Linked DNA regions of Rattus norvegicus: region 1 is linked to region 2. Evidence: chromatin contacts called from public Hi-C data. All regions are on one chromosome and are shown on one strand. The core of a region is the stretch at or near the end of the contact, and the rest is flanking DNA. Distances in the headings are between cores, read along the strand shown.

Region 1 (2,700 bases), core at 139-2,638, 39 kb after region 2:
GGGATGGTAGAAATGAAAAGCCTGAAAAGAGAGAAAACACCAAAATTAGGTACAGCCATATAGAGTTATAAACTTTCGATTATAATTTATTTCAGCTTTCAGCACTGCAGCTGATTAAACTTTCACACTGCATTGCAGCCCTCAGAAGACTAAAACAGAACGAAGTCAAAAACCACAAATACACAGTAAAATCTTGTTTAGCCACGTGGATTCCCTTAGTATTCAAGGATGCAAAGAAGTTTTTGTAGAAAAAGGAAAAAAAATCTGGATACTGCCTAGGACGCAGCCATATTATGTATGAGGCCTTTAAAATTTAACAAAACGCTACCAACACTGGTGGTGCTATAGGGAAATGTCTGCTGTACTAATATGGGGGGCCGGGGTGGTGACAGGCCGGTCAGAAGTCTCATTACCCGGTGTTGGGCAGCCTTCTCCTTCGCTCGTCCTTATAACCCCTCTTTACATAGGGCGCGTGTGGAAAGCCGCCGGAAGACCGGGGCCACAACATGGCAGCAGGCACCTCCGCCCCACTCTGCGCGAACAAAAGAGCAGCGAGTTCCTCCCCCAGGCCCTGTCTGGCTCAGCTTCCGACCGGCGACTAGCGAGGGCCCAGGACTGGGCGGGAGGCGCCCCCTCCGGGCTGGCCCTTTGTTCTCCCGCAGGAAGGCCGCCTCCTGCCCACCCGTCGCCTCCACCATAAATCCCCCCGGCTGACAGCGCCTCGGCTGCCATGGCCTACAAAGGGACTGAGATTCGCTCTCCGCTTCGCCTGAGTGGGGCATCCCGCAATAGGGCCCACACACCTCCTCCCCGCCGGGAGGCCGGGCTCCGGACTCGTCCGCCTCGCTGGTCCCGCGCCAACGGCCGGGCCCTGCCGCGGGCCGCGTCCCTCCCGCCGAGGCGCGAGGCCTGCCACGCTCGCACGCTGTTCCCGGATCCCACGTCAGGATCCCGTCTGCGCCCGCCACTAGACCTCACGCCAGCCTAGCTCTTTGGTTGGCACGGGAAGGAGAGCAGAAGCCATAGATTTCTAAGTAGCCCAAAGGCAGAGGAAAGGCCGCCCCGCCCGGCTCCGCCTGCGGCCGCCATTTTGTTCCACTCGACAAGAAGCGGCCAGGGGCGGCGGCCATCTTAGAGGGCTCCGCTCGGCGGCGGCGGCGGCGACTCCACTCACCTTCACCGAGAACTCAGCAGCTGCTACCGCAGCTGCCTCCTCTGGATCCGGTCGTCGGGGACGGGGAAGGGAGGGGGAAGGGGAACGGAAAACAAAAAAGGGGGAGGGAAGGGGGAGGAAGGAGACGGGGACGGCTTGAAACTCAGCTCAGAGGAGTAGCTGCTGCAGCCACCACCTGGTACCCGCCGCCACCTCCATAGAGCTCCGGCTCGCTGCTGGCGCTGAGGCGTGTCTGAAGCCGAACTTATCACTCTGCGGCGGCCGACCCACCAGAGCCTCCCCGAGTGGCTCCTTCGCTATCCAATCAGCAGCCGGGCTTCCGTCCGCTACCAATCCGCGCAGGGCGGCGGGGAGGAGCCAGCGGGCAAGCTAGGTTGCGGCGCAGCCCCGCCGCAGTGCGCAAAGCCATATTCGCGAAGGCTCTGGGGCCAAGCCAGTGGCGTAAGGGCGGCGGGCTGGTGAGCTGCGGGACTCTTGCGTTGCGCCCGGAGTCCTGTGAGTGTGCGTCGCCCGGCCGCCTGGTCTTCCTGGGCCGGCGCTTTGTTCCGGAGTCCGAGTATCATGCTTGCCTAGAAGAGCCTCTCCGCCTCTCCTCCCTGACCCGCCCGGGCCTGGCGTCCCGAGAGCTCCGCATGGCCTCGCGGCCTGGCCTCTGTCAGGCGTCTGGGAGCTTTGCTGAAGTGCCCATCGATAGGAGAGCGTTCTGTTTGTTGGTCCTCCATCTGCAGAGTAACGAGAAAAGGATCAAAGGCAGGGCTTTGTACCCCAGGCTACAGGCAGCTTTTCCTCAGAATGCTTGGCCTACTGTCACCGAGCTTGACCCATAATATGCTAGGCTGGCTTGAGAAGGGTTTGCAGAGCGCGGGCATGTGGAAGATTTAAAATTGCAAACTCATTAAGTTTTTCCTTCATTTTTAACAGACGTTAAAGATGGGCAGCGCAGTGTTCATTTTACTTAAGGGCTATATAGGAAAATGAAGGATTTCAAACTATACTTCCAGGTGGTATTTTAAAAAGGTGGTATGTATTTCCAAAAATGAAGGTATGTGGGGTTGGGGATTTAGCTCAGTGGTTTAGCAAGCGCAAGGCCCTGGGTTCGGTCCCCAGCTCCGAAAAAAAAAAATAAGAAAAAAAAAATGAAGGTATGTAAACTAGAAACGCCCCTTCTCTGTTAAGCATGCATTTTTTTTTTTTTTTTTTATAAAATGGGTGACTAAACTAAAAGCACGTGTGTTTTTAACAGTCATGATTTAGAATTCATCCCCCAAGAGCTGGGCTTTCAAAGACCCAAATGTAATTTGACATGTCTTGGTGTTGAAAGACCTAGTCCTTAAATAGAATTTCCAGCAGAGAATTGTACTTTCCTTAAGTCGGATAAGAGTGGCTTTGAAGAGTTATAATTCTAGCATCCTTAGATCTTTGTCTTAGAATTAATGCTTTTAAATAAACTTTCACTTAAACTAAAAACTGTAAAAAGCATTTTTATTTGGGGGATTATTTAAGTGTAAAAAACATTTTTCAGGAAA
Region 2 (2,700 bases), core at 106-2,605:
CTGAGCTGTCTGTCCAGCCTGAGCCTATTTTCTTGACAAGCAAATTGAAGCAGAGCTAATAGCTTAGAGCTGATGCTTCATCGTTCTTGATTGCTGCTTTCCTTGTAGCAGTTATGATTATTGTGGTGATTATTCACTAAGGTTATAGCTGTTACAGTGGTAAAGCTCAGCTACTTAGGGAGAAGATGAAAATAAGCCTTACGCTAAACGAAATGTTGCCAATTAAAGTGAGCTACTATTCAAGCAACCTTCTGACATCACTCAACTGTCATTTCTGGTGTCAAATTCAGGATTATAGTAAAGTGCAGCACCTGGCTCTCCACGCGTTCCACAACACAGAGGTGGAGGCCATGCAAGCAGAGAGCTGTTACCAGCTGGCTCGGTCCTTCCATGTTCAGGTGAGACCATTAGCACCTTTCTAAGTAGTCCTTTTCCTTACAGGGTTTCAGGCTTCTGGCCATTTGACATGTTGTTGGTCTTGTTTTACTCTCGTTTCTCAGGAAGATTATGACCAGGCCTTTCAGTACTACTATCAAGCCACACAGTTTGCTTCATCTTCTTTTGTCCTACCATTTTTTGGTTTGGGACAAATGTATATTTATCGAGGTGACAAAGAAAATGCATCTCAGTGTTTCGAGAAAGTTTTGAAAGCTTATCCGAACAATTATGAAACTATGAAAATTCTTGGCTCTCTCTATGCTGCTTCAGAAGATCAGGAGAAAAGAGACATAGCCAAGGTGTGTTCTCAGTCTTAGACACCCTGAGACTCCAGCTGTGGCTGGTGCAGCTGTGAGCAGTGTTTGGTTAGCTGAGTGCCAAACCTTTGGCTTCTTAAGCAGGTTACGGTAGCCATGTTTATTGTTGTTGTTTACTTTGACAGTGTTATTTTAATGATCTCATTTATCCCAGGGCCATTTGAAGAAGGTTACAGAACAGTATCCTGATGACGTGGAAGCTTGGATTGAGTTGGCCCAGATCTTAGAACAGACTGACATACAGGTATCAATGTCTGCTCTTCCTATCCTAAGCAATGTGTTTTAGTAGGCTGGGGTGTTTCTCTTTGATCTGTGAGTAACTCTTACTCTGTCCACTGTAAAAATGCAGGGTGCCCTTTCAGCCTATGGAACGGCAACACGAATCCTGCAGGAGAAGGTGCAGGCCGATGTCCCGCCTGAGATTTTGAATAATGTTGGGGCCCTCCATTTTAGACTTGGAAACCTAGGCGAAGCAAAGGTGAGGAAACTGAAGCCTTCCTCTTCTCTGTGCTGCAGGCACTTGCTCAGCTGTATCCAGTAACACAGTGCCTTTTCTTCCTCACAGAAGTACTTCCTGGCCTCACTGGACCGAGCAAAGGCAGAGGCGGAGCATGATGAACACTATTACAATGCCATCTCTGTCACCACATCCTACAATTTAGCCAGGCTCTACGAGGCCATGTGTGAATTTCATGAAGCAGAGAAACTGTACAAAAACATTTTACGAGAGCATCCTAACTATGTTGATTGTAAGATTTTTAGGCGCTCTCTCTCTCTCTCTCTCTCTCTCTCTCTCTCTCTCTCTGTGTGTGTATGTGTATGTGATAAAATTCCTAAATTCCCATAATAACATCAAAAACTTATTTAGGAAAGAAAGTCTTTGTTAAAGATGCAGCCTGGAGTGGTAGCACTCATCTGTAATCCTAGTACTCGAGAGGTAGAAGAGAACGGATCAGGAGTTCAAGGCCAGCCTCCCTACCTGGCAGGTTTGACACCTTGGCTGTATGTGAGTCCCTGTCTCAGAAACTGAAATAAGGGGCTGAGGAGATGGCTCAGCAGTTAAGAGCCCTGGCCGTTCTTCCAGAGGATCCAGGTTCAACTCCTGGCGCCCACATAGCAGCTCACAACGGTCTGTAACTCCAGTTCCAAGGGACCTGACTCCCTCACAGACCTTCATGCAGGCAAAACATCAATACACATTTAAAAGAAGCAGATGAATAAAATTAAAATTGCCGTTTCATTTATTTATGCTGGAAAATACAAGGATCAACAAAAGTCACTTGAGCCATATTTAGTGATAGTCAGCTGCTGAGCTACTCCCTGGTGAGCTTTACTACTAGGTGCAGTCTGTAAGTGCTCTTTCTTGATTAGTGGTTTTTTTCTTGAAACACTATTACTGAAATGTCCTATTTGAGTTTTTACAACCGAGGCACTGTAAATATTGGCATTTTAAAATTACCCTATGTCTCTGTAGCAGTTCCTTCTCTTCCAGGGTTTCACTCTCTATAGCTCCATTTGCCTGTACTCTACTCTCGCGGCATTATATGAAAAGTTCTATATGTAATTCCTAAATTTCAAATTGTGGGCCATCCTGAGTGTGTAATAAGACCTCACACATGCTTCTCTACTCCACCCAGCCCAGGATGTACATAATCCTAGTACTGTCAGTGGCTGGGTAGTCTCAGAGAGCAGCTTGACTGTAGGGTATCAGTATGTGTGTGCGGTGAGCCTTATTGTACTGTATAATGATCCCAGCCACATATCTGTAATCCCAGCACTCCAGAGGCAAAAGCAGGGGACTCTCTTGAGTTCCAGGCCATCCTGGTCTACAGGCCAGCCAAAGCTAGTAAGACCCTGTCTCAAAATAGAAAAAGAAAAAAGAAAGGTTGACCTAGTGATACAGTTCCTCTTTTTCCTAGCTGGAGTGATGTGTCTCCATGTGTGG

The links. Hi-C and Micro-C count contacts between places; a contact is called where the count stands out from the background.
Region 1: a Hi-C map of Schwann cells shows a contact between it and region 2, with 1.8 times the contacts expected there. The contact joins the promoter of Eif4g2 here to the enhancer-like site in region 2. A contact is called at or near these places in 5 of 12 Hi-C or Micro-C datasets (Schwann cells, hepatocytes, kidney and 1 more).

Annotation. Positions count from the first base shown.
Region 1 is chr1:174,626,864-174,629,563 of GRCr8, forward strand. Eif4g2 (eukaryotic translation initiation factor 4, gamma 2) reads right to left here and starts at 1,389. Exons shown (of 22, transcript NM_001017374.2): 1 at 1,175-1,389; 2 at 1-21.
Region 2 is chr1:174,588,001-174,590,700 of GRCr8, forward strand. It overlaps Ctr9 (CTR9 homolog, Paf1/RNA polymerase II complex component), which reads left to right. Exons shown (of 25, transcript NM_001100661.1): 8 at 291-398; 9 at 501-737; 10 at 910-999; 11 at 1,105-1,233; 12 at 1,321-1,504. Among named protein-coding and RNA genes, the nearest start is that of Ctr9, 17 kb to the left of the region's middle. Within about 2 kb of position 1,356, at least 39 of the 93 cell types and tissues checked have an H3K27ac peak or open chromatin away from gene starts, as enhancers often do. A contact at or near this core is called in Schwann cells, where this site is marked.